Regions from separate parts of the Mus musculus genome. Here region 2 is linked to region 1. A link is a contact called in public Hi-C data. All regions are on one chromosome and are shown on one strand. The core of a region is the stretch at or near the end of the contact, and the rest is flanking DNA. Distances in the headings are between cores, read along the strand shown.

What was found. Hi-C and Micro-C count contacts between places; a contact is called where the count stands out from the background.
Region 2: a Hi-C map of memory CD8 T cells shows a contact between it and region 1, with 8 times the contacts expected there. The contact joins two enhancer-like sites. A contact is called at or near these places in 1 of 39 promoter capture datasets (pre-B cells) and 1 of 484 Hi-C or Micro-C datasets (memory CD8 T cells).

Annotation. Positions count from the first base shown.
Region 1 is chr2:58,151,737-58,157,182 of GRCm38.p6, forward strand. It overlaps Cytip (cytohesin 1 interacting protein), which reads right to left. Exons shown (of 8, transcript NM_139200.4): 2 at 1-27. Among named protein-coding and RNA genes, the nearest start is that of Cytip, 5.7 kb to the right of the region's middle. Within about 2 kb of position 4,040, at least 96 of the 459 cell types and tissues checked have an H3K27ac peak or open chromatin away from gene starts, as enhancers often do. A contact at or near this core is called in memory CD8 T cells, where this site is marked.
Region 2 is chr2:65,187,202-65,192,128 of GRCm38.p6, forward strand. All of the region lies in intron 1 of Cobll1 (Cobl-like 1), which reads right to left. Among named protein-coding and RNA genes, the nearest start is that of Gm13594, 44 kb to the right of the region's middle. Within about 2 kb of position 2,385, at least 131 of the 459 cell types and tissues checked have an H3K27ac peak or open chromatin away from gene starts, as enhancers often do. A contact at or near this core is called in memory CD8 T cells, where this site is marked.

The sequences.
Region 1 (5,446 bases), core at 2,790-5,289:
CAAAGAGCTTGATCTGGCCAACGCAAGCTGAAAAATATAAAAAGCAAGGTCTTTAAGACATGTGTGCAACTGCTCTGCATTACAAAGGACGTTCTTTCTCATTATCCTGGAAACCCTTTTAGATAAGATTAGTAATGTCCACTCTCTTTTAACAGCAAAGGAGAGTCTGAGAGAACAGGGACTCCAGACATTCTGTTGAGAAGATGAGGAAAAGATCAAATAGTAAGATACTAGGGTGGTGGGGGTTCATATCATGTCGCAGACCTCAAACGTCCAGCAAGGACTTTACACCTAAGTTGCATTTATGTCTACTTCTCAAAATTAGCAATTTATAACCACACTGAAACACCTACATAGAATAATATGAAAACCATGCAGCCCATACTCTTTAAAACACTGATGAAATGCTTATGTTTATAACGGTTCAGTGTGTTACTCTTTGTAGGCTAAGAAAATATGTAAAGAACGAGCTTACATATAAAAATATTATTGAAGATGGCTGGCAAGATGGCTCAGTGGGTAAAGATACTACCCAGGTTTGATTGGTGAGAGGGGAGAACCGACTGCAGTTTGTCCTCTGACTTCCTCACGCACAGCATTGCATGCACGTACACACACAGTGACACTCACTCAGTTCCCAACACCACCACCCAAGCACAAATAGGTTAGAAAATAAAAAATAGATTAGGAAAGGCAAGGGAGGGACTCCAAACCTCAATTTCGATTATGACTTATTTCACAATAGTTTTGGAAGAATATAGTAAGATTTCCTGCCAAGAAAGGGAAGAAACTTCATAATGCTATAAATAACATAACGTTCACTCTTCTGCACATTTTGGGAAAAGTCATATAAGCATAAGCTTCCAGGGTCAAGCCAGACTCTTATAAAGAGAGGGGGTCAGCAAAAGGGAAGACCTTAGTTGTAAGGACTGCGGTCAATTTCTAACAATGTTGTAGGTTTGTTAAAGAAATATTTAATAGATGTTAGCTATTAATTAGTCCTTTCTTAAACACTGTTCCAAGGACTCAAGACATAACTTTTGCTCCTAATTATATTTTAAAAGGTTTTGTTACACACACACACATATGTTATGTGGTGACTGATGTCTGCAAGGTCAGAAGAGGTTACCAAATTAAGGGCTACCTGTTGTAAGCTTCCATAAACGCATGGGAAATTGAATATAGCTCTTCTACAAGAGCACAAGTGATCTTAATGAGGGGCCATCTTTTCTGCCAATAAGCCATGGTGTCTAAATGCCAACTTCCTGCAATTGTCATTCATAAGCAAATAAATAAAATAGTGGATCCGGGCAGTTGGTACAGATAAATAAAAATGATGTGGGGATAAAAGCACACATGGAAAATACACAGGAGAAATTAATGCATACAGGACAAGTTCCACAGAAATCTGTGTTACTCAATTGCCAGCCACCAAATGCCAACAATTGCACAATTTTCTGGGATGCCTCAGTGTTAAGAATTCAGCCACCAGTCACTATACATATCGGAGAAGTGTAGTCATCCACAGATTTTATACGTAACAATTGCTCTGTGTTCTTTTGTCAGTTATACCTGGAATCTCAAGCAGAAGGGCTCAGACCTAAAATTATCATCTCGGCTCGTAATAAGTTTCGGCTTTTGATTTATAAGGACTAATTATGGGATACCTACAGCAATTGGAATGGTTTACAATAATCTGGTTTTGTGCCTAAATTACTGAATGTACGAATGTACCCCCCCACACACACACACACACAGGGTGGCGGGGGGAGAGATTAACAAGAGTGGGAACTTTCAGTTAAGTCAGAAGGCTCCATCTGAAGGCTCCATCCTTGTGAAAGGTCTTTTTAAAAGGTGTATTTGCAAGCATTGTCCATCTCACCCTATTGTGTGCTCAGATTTTCTTAATCTGTTTTCATTATTGGCATTTCCTTGTATTTCACAGCTAATTCACATATTTTCAGGTACTTGTTTCAGCTGTCTTTAATTCTGTTCATTATAACCACCGCTAAGGACTTTATGTTTTTAAAACGTTGCTCTTGCTATTGTGGTTTGTACATCATTCCCTTATCATTCATCTAGAGGCGTGTATGTGTCTACACGAGGGCATGTATATGAAGGGCATAGAGTGTATTTGATGGAGTGCTTCACTTCTGCAGATAGCCATCTGTATGCTTTGAGACTCTGGGGAAATACACAGCTTTTACTTTCCACCCCAGTGCTTCACGAGAGGCCAAGGGTAGATTATGACTTTAAAAATAGTAAAACAGACAGACAGACTAAGCCTCAGATGCCATCTGCAAGTGACTGTCGGTGAGGCATTCAGTTCAATGTGATGTGCTAAGATCCCTCTCTAACTTTGTCCTTCGTTAAACTAAATGTTCTTAGGGGAAAAAATCCAAGGGTAATTTTTTTTTTTTTGGTTTTTTGAGATAGGGTTCTCTGTATAGCTCTGGCTGTCCTGGAACTCACTTTGTAGACCAGGCTGACCTCGAACTCAGAAATCTGCCTGCCTCTGCCTCCCAAGTGCTGGGATTATAGGCGTTCGCCATCATGCCCAGCTCCAAGGGTGATTTTTTAAAAGAAAAAAAATAAAATCTAAAATATAGTATAGAAAAGACCAAAAGAAACCAACAGGATGGTAAGAAACTACTCAAAAATCAAGTAGTATAAAAAGAGAGCTAAGGAAAACAAATAAAACTAATGCTAAATGAATGAATTTTGGAGAGATGTAATTAGTCCTCACAAATCAAACAGGTGGCAAGAATTAATAAAATGTCTGGCTACCATAATGTTAAAAGTCCTTTTCCTTGCCCAGTATTTATAGAATTGTTGGAAGTCTCAAGAGTTCTTCACTGTGCCTCTTAAGTGACTGGTTATTTTGCATAGATTTAAGTCTATAATCTTCTAGGTCCACCAAACAGGTTTCTCTATACAGAAGAGGGTGCCCCTAGCTTCCCCCTTTTTAACAGTTCTGTGTAGCTCTCTGACTAAAAGTGAATATTAAGGCAACGGTGGAGCACTCCTGCTACTCATTTGTTTGGGTTATCAGTGACACAAAAGTTCAAACTAAATCAGATTATAAATTACCTTCCATTATGGATTAGCAAATAGGCTATTTTAAGCAATGAACATATAAATAAAAAAGCAATTTAAATACAATAGCTACCATCATACTCTCTGATGGGGGTGGGAGGGAACAGTTACATCTTGCTCATTTGTTTGCTTGTTTGTTTGTTTTTGAGACAGGACTTCTCTGTGTAGTCCTGGCTGTCCTGGAACTCACTCTCTAGACCAGGCTGGCCTGGAACTCAGAAATCTGCCTGCCTCTGCCTCCCAAGTGCTGGAATTAAAGGCATGTGCCACCACTCCCAGGCAGGGATCGGGCACATCTTGACACAGTGTCCTCTTAATTTTTATCTGGGATGAGCTAAAAGAAACTCTCAAGCTTCTGCCTTGCTCGCCTGCTAAACTGCCTGTCTTACTCGGAGTGTGCCCAAGACTTCTGAATCAAGCTTTCCCCATCTCCCTCTCCCTAGCATGCACCAGCCCTATTTAAAGATGTAGACTTGGATGGAGTAGGTGTGCCCCAGACTGCCCTCCCAGCCAGAGTTCTTCTGAGTTGTAATGATGCCCCAAACCCCGCCCCCAAATTCATGAATGGAGAACTGGTGTGCAATTTACAGCATATGCTGACAACAGCTGTCTTTTATTACACATTATCTAATATGAGAAGTCTAGGTTTAGCAATTTGGCAGGCTTGAAAGCTACACATTGGGCTCTGACTACAGTACAGGAGGCTCCTTATCTACTCACTAGCCAGGAGCCTGGTGTCTGGGGCTGATCTTAGAGAAGTTCCTCTGCTTTCAGTGAGACAACTTAAGAGACAAAGCATTAATATTCCACACACCATGTCTCCTGCTATGCAGTGTGATTCACGGGTCTCTCTTTAGTGCAAAATCAAGACCAAATACAGCAGCTGTCAGTGTGCAAAATAGAAGGAAATCGGAAACACAGCTTGATGGATAACCTGCCACAGAGCAGCTCAGAGACCAACACTGAAGTCATTTTTGTTGCTAGGTTAGACTGTTATGTTCTCGCCCGGGTTCTGTGAACTCACTTCCCGCCACCCCCCCACCACCCCCCACCACACACACACACACACACACACACACACACACACACACAAAATGTAGGTGTGGTAAGGAGAGGGTACAGATTCGGAAGTGGGCCTTTTTTTCTCTTCCTTTTTTTTTTTCTTTTCTTTTTTTTTTTTTAAGTACTTTGTTTCAAGTTATGTCCTTGACTCTTCCCAGTTGCCTGCTTATCTCACTTTTACTCCCAGCTGTTTCATGAATACAGCTCTCCCCTACTTTTGAAAGTCAGACCATTAAGACAGAAAGGATTATCAAACTATCCAAAGACACAACAAAATAACGAAAGTAAAGTCGACGTCACACTTATCTGACCCATACTCCCGTAAATGGGTTGTCCCAGCTTACAGGAAGGTCTGATCACAGCCCCGCACCTCTTTTAAAGAATGGTTGAAGGGCTGGAGAGATGGCTCAGCAGTTAAGAGCACTGACTGCTCTTCCAGAGGTCCTGAGTTCCATTCCTAACAATGACATGGTGGCTCCCAACCACCTGAAATGGGATGTGGTACCCTCTCCTGCTGTCTCTGAAGACAGCAACAGTGTACTCATGAACTCAAATAAATACATCTTAAAGAATGGTTGGGTATTAACCCAGACATAACACCACAGTATTGATGTTGCCTATTGATGAGGTACTAGGACAAAGAAAGTCCTCCCTGTAGGCAGAACCTACCCAGAGCTATACCCATTACAAGCATTTAGCACCATCCCTAACCAAAACTGTATGTGAAACCAGCCATCCAGAAGCTTCCTCATTAGCGCTAATTTCCTCACCAAGAGAAAATTAGACAATGATGATCTGTTTGGGTCTAATTCATACTCAAACGTCATACCTGTGTGCCAGATTCCCTGCTGTCCCTGGAGCACTAGGTAAGAGCCACCTTCAGTACAGTCTCCTGGGAGAGGCAGTCAGGCACAATACCTACCCCTAGGGCATGGCATGGTTATAAAACTTCCCTTTCCTCGCAACACCCTCCCTCAAGAGTTTATATTGCAGGGACTTTGCCCCCCCCCCCACTTTAAAAAAAAAAACCAAGTTTCAAAATTAGAAGCATTCTTGGTGTGTCTGGCACTTCTACAAATGCAGGTACTGAAATAATACACACACACACAGAGAGAGAGAGAGAGAGAGAGAGAGAGATCTATTTTTAAACAACTCTGAGTGCAAACAACCAGTGGATCCTGAAAATTAAGCTGAAGCTACAAGCTAGCCAGTTATAGCTTTGCAGAAGCCAAAGCCACAACAACAAGAAGTATGAACACTGACGTCACCCTCAGAGTAGTGAGAATAA
Region 2 (4,927 bases), core at 1,135-3,634, 7.0 Mb after region 1:
TAGTATCACCTACTAGCTAAAACACAGAACAGGACGTACTTTAATATAGGGTTTCTAAGTTTCACAGTTGGTAGCATGTTGGGCAGATGTTAGTCTAAAAAGGAAGGAAAGCCTGAAATTGATACAATCATTTGCAAGGAGTTAAATGATCAACCACAGAAATCAATCAGTCTAGGAGCCAGGCAGATGGCTCAGTAGGTAAAAGGTACCTCGCACTAAGCCTGAAGATCTTAATTCAATCCCCTAAACCTATGCACTGGGAGGGAACAATCAATATAGAGAAACAAATGCAGGTTATACAGGGAATAAAAAAGGATTGGCTTGGAAGCCAAGAGAATAGGAGTTAATTTTTCAAGTTTTTTTTCTCAAAGGTCTGGTAATTCTAGGCAAAATATAAGAGAGGTAGTTTGCAGGGGCAAATATTGAAAATAAATACATGCATACTGCATGCAATAGAGTACTAGAATATGACAAGCCCCATTTTAATAAAGCATATAAGTGCAGAGGTTAGAGAGGACTAGGAAAAATGTGGGTGAGGTGGTGGTGAGGATGTGGGGGATGATGGAAAATCACCAGGCTCATAGTAGATTGGCAAGCAAAATAGTAAGCAACAGTGGCTGGCCAAGTGGCATCACCCACCAAGGCAGTCAGTCAGGGATTTTCATACCCAGTTCACAAGAGTGAGTAGACATAAAGCAAAAATAGAGCACACAAAATACAAAATAGCCATCATTCACTCTGGGCTAAGCAGAGAGGGTGTTGTCAGACAAACAGTTTCTGAAAAGCAGCAAAACAAAACACATATACACACACAAAGAAAAAGGAAGAAAGAGAGAAAGAAAGAAAAGAAAGAAAGACAAGAGCCCAAGAGCAATCTAATCTCTAGATTAATATATTGATTCTCAAAGGACTTGATTTATAGCTTTCTTTCTTTCTATTTGAATTTCCAACCAGGTGAGAATATGTGTTAGTACTTAACTATCCACCTAGAGCCTACAGGTCAATTCTTTTCAAAACTTAGAGGTTAAGACTAATTGTAGATAGTCTCTCTTCAATTTCTTCTTTTTATAAGGACACAGTTTAAAAAAACAAAAAAACAAAAAAACAAGTGCACCTGAGAGACTCTCAGCTGAGACCACTAGCTACATCTCCATACACTTGACATTCACTGGTTAACTATGCAACTCTGAATGCTTCTAAAACAGTCAGCTGGTCCCCACTCCCACCCCAGCCCTGGTTTTCTTCTGTTTTCATTTTAGGCTTACCATTCTTCTTTCTTCTTCTACATTCAAAAGCAGTAAGAAAAACAGATGAAGCAGATAAAAATACAAATGAAGGAAAAAAACATTAAAATACACATACTCTTTGTAATTAATCAAGAACAAAGAATTCCATTCACCTGTGCCCCTTATGTTGTGTGCTGGGAGCCAGCACTTGTGCAGTAAATAGAAAAGCTGCTAGGGAGATAGGAAAATAGAAACTACACGAGGAATCTCAGAAGTGAAATCAGAGCGCGGACAGGACATCACCGGCCACTGAGGGAAAACGTCTCTCTAGAAACTAAGTGAGACTAAGCCGTGTTAGGAAGGCACTTGATCTAAAAACATCCCCCAAAAAACCACAAACCCAGCCTAGAAACAACTTCCTTCCTTCTCATGTTTCTGCAGAACCTAAAATATCAGCTTGTAACTGCCTCTTCAAAGAATTCTTTCATCAAAGTCCCCAGCAAAGTTCACATCTAGGTTTCATTCCATTCAGATAAGTTATATAAATGTGTAAGTATATATTGTATCTATATAATGCATCATTCTGAGTAGCCCACTTTTATTATGCATATATATTTAAATTATGGTATTATATAATCACAAATACAGTATATAAGATATAATATAAAATGTTATGTATTACATATAGTTTTTCCTGGCATTCCTCAACTCCTTCCACGTGCTGTAAAAATCAGCTTCTCAAAAAACCTTAAAGCTAAAAAAAAAAAAAAAAAAAAAAAAAAAAAACCTTAAAGCTAAGTGTTACAACTTAATCACATTTAATGTGTTTTCACTGAGAACACACCCATGGCATGGATAAGAGTTCTTTTTCACCTAAGTATACAGAAAAGCAGAAACTGAGTAAACTTTCTGCACGATGGGACTCTAATAAAAGGACCAAAGGTGACATTTTCATGATGGCTGGGGACGAGACAGGTCAGGAAATGTGGCTATGGAAACCAGCAAACATCTCATCACACTTTTACAGTGGATTGGGTAAACCCCAGCATCAGCTTCCTTCCTGTGTACCTTCCTGAACGACAGACCCAAAACCCAGAGTATTCCCCAGCCCAGGTTCCCTTCCGCCCGGGGCTCTGCTAAGCAGATCTGCAGGCCAGAGAGCAGGAAGGACATGATCTCAGCAAGGCCGCTGTGCTCTGCCTCTGAGAGGAACCCCGTACAGTCACTGCTGAGTGTAAAAGCTGCAAAGCAGATGCTGTTTTTATATGAACAGGATCTGAGCTACCGAGAGTCCCCTTTGTGGTCCTCTGTGATTCAGGATCCTAACTGTACTTGAGAAGCAGCCTTCCCACCTGCTGACCTTAGCACAGGCGTCATGTCTCTGGTTGGCTACAGGAATGGCATCCCTGCACATGATAGCCCTGGCTTCACTGCTCCTAAAGACCGTTCTACCCCAAGATGCCAGCCTTTTTACAGTTTCTCATGAAATTCTGTTCCGTTTAAAAGTGTGCATCAGCTCAAGTAGTGACTTGTGCCTTAAATCTCAGCACTAGGGAGAGAGAAGCAAGCCAATTTCTTTGAGTTCTAAGACACTCTGGTCTGCATAGTTCCAAGACATCCAGAGCTACGTACTGAGACCCTAACTCTAGAAACCAAAAAAGACAAAAATATTAAAAGTGTATGTTCATCCCTTTATTTCCTGAAACTGAAAGTTGAAAACACACATTCATATTAAAATATGAAATAGATCAAATGAGTGTGCAACTCCTTTATGTATAAGATGTGTGTGTGTGTCTGTCTGTGTGTGTGTGTGTGTCTCTGTGTGTCTGTGTATGTGTGTGTGTGTGTGAGGGGGGGGGCGGTGCACACTGATGGTGTGTGATGCAGGGACGGGAACTCAGGCCCTCCAACACTCTATGTACACACTCCACCACTGAGCTACAATCCCAGCTCTCAACCATTTCATTATATAATCATAAAGTCTAGAAGATGATTTGTTGTAATGTCTAACAACTTAGTCTACCTCCAAAGTAAAAGTCAGAACTAACCAAGGGAGAGATTACTAGTAAGGAAAGTTCGTCCAGTAAGCTGAATTCTCCAGTCCTGAAATGGTTTACCAGCAAGGTAATGGACATTCTCTAATGCACTTCAAGTTAGAAAACCAGTACGCAGACAACAGACAAAAGCCTCCTTCAACTCCTGACGCTCAAGGACTTATTTTTTAAAGGTCAGCATACTGCCTGGTATCACACATGCTCTAACTATAGCTACCCAGGACCCTGAGGATTCCTTGAGTTCGGGAGTTCAAGACCTACCTCAGTGACACAGTGAGATGATGTCTCAAGAAATAATAAGAACATTTAACATAAGAATGAAACAGCCTATCACGCTGCTAATTTTGAGGGCTCCTTTGCTCTCATAGGTTCTAAAGTCACCCTGTCTGGACTCAGGAAACTACAGCCTGACAGACACACAGCAAATGAGGCTTTAAGAAAGTAGAAGCATGCCCAGAACCAATCCCCACTGGCTCCTCATAGAACAAAGTTGGGGCTTCAACTATCACATAATTAAAAGTGGCTACTGTTTCAATATAGGGTGGTGATTAAGAAACAAGTAACTCAAGGGCAAAGGAATCCAAATGAAGACTCCATTACTCAGTAAGCTCGAGCCAACTTCTAGATCTTCAAGCCTTGATTTCCTCAAATTCACACTGAGCGGTAACAATTATATAGCATTTGTGTAAATTGCATCTATAATGAGCCCTAAGCATTACATGTCCCGCGGAGGAAAACGTTTTTCACCTTTAAAAAAAAGTATTAGTAAATGGTTTCGGGCTAAATAAAATGTCTAGCTTTAAATATTTACAATTTTCTACTTATGCTTTAGATCTAGAGAGAATACTTTTGAGCATAAACTCTGCCTGCAGACACTGCCCTTCACATGTCCCTGCACTAAAATAAATATTTAGGGAGAAGATTAAGTGACCTGTTCTGCTCCAGCCCCGGACTGACTCCCTTCCAGGCCCACCAGATCCTGGAATCACTTCTTGGAGTAGACATTCCACTGGAAGACACACCCAAGGCTCCCCACCCATAAACGTTCCTACCCCGAAATTCCATTCTACCCCTAATCAGGGATCCCTATTCTGCTGGGGAAAGAAAAGAACAACAACCTTATCTCCTGCTGGAGATAATCAGCCTCCAGGATCCTTCAAGAGACAGGAGGCTCTGTGGTGTATCCAGCGTATCCATAGGGACCAGACAGGCCAAGGGAATGAGTCAGCCTTAGAGGCACCTTCTCCCTTCTGGGGCTACCTCCACTCTCCAGTGTGAGAACGAACGGAACTTCTCTCACCCAGAAGAATTCGATATGATAGTGCTTTATAATTCTTCTTTAAAGGCAGGTGTCAGGCTCCAAGACAATTTTCAAAATGAGAAATTAAAACTGTCTTAGATGTTCAATACAAGCAAAAGATCCTACAGTTTTTATTTGCCACTTTACAAATTTGGTAAATTACATTTCCAACACAACTTAATTTCAAGTATTTTCACGTAACTTTGAGATACATTTTGTAACAGACAATTATCATAACGTGTCACCTTTCTCAAGGCTCACAACTTAAATCCTGAACAATGTAAATCACTAGTGATCTAAAAACACAGTTTACCTGAAGAGACTTTAGCAATCATATTTTCCCCATA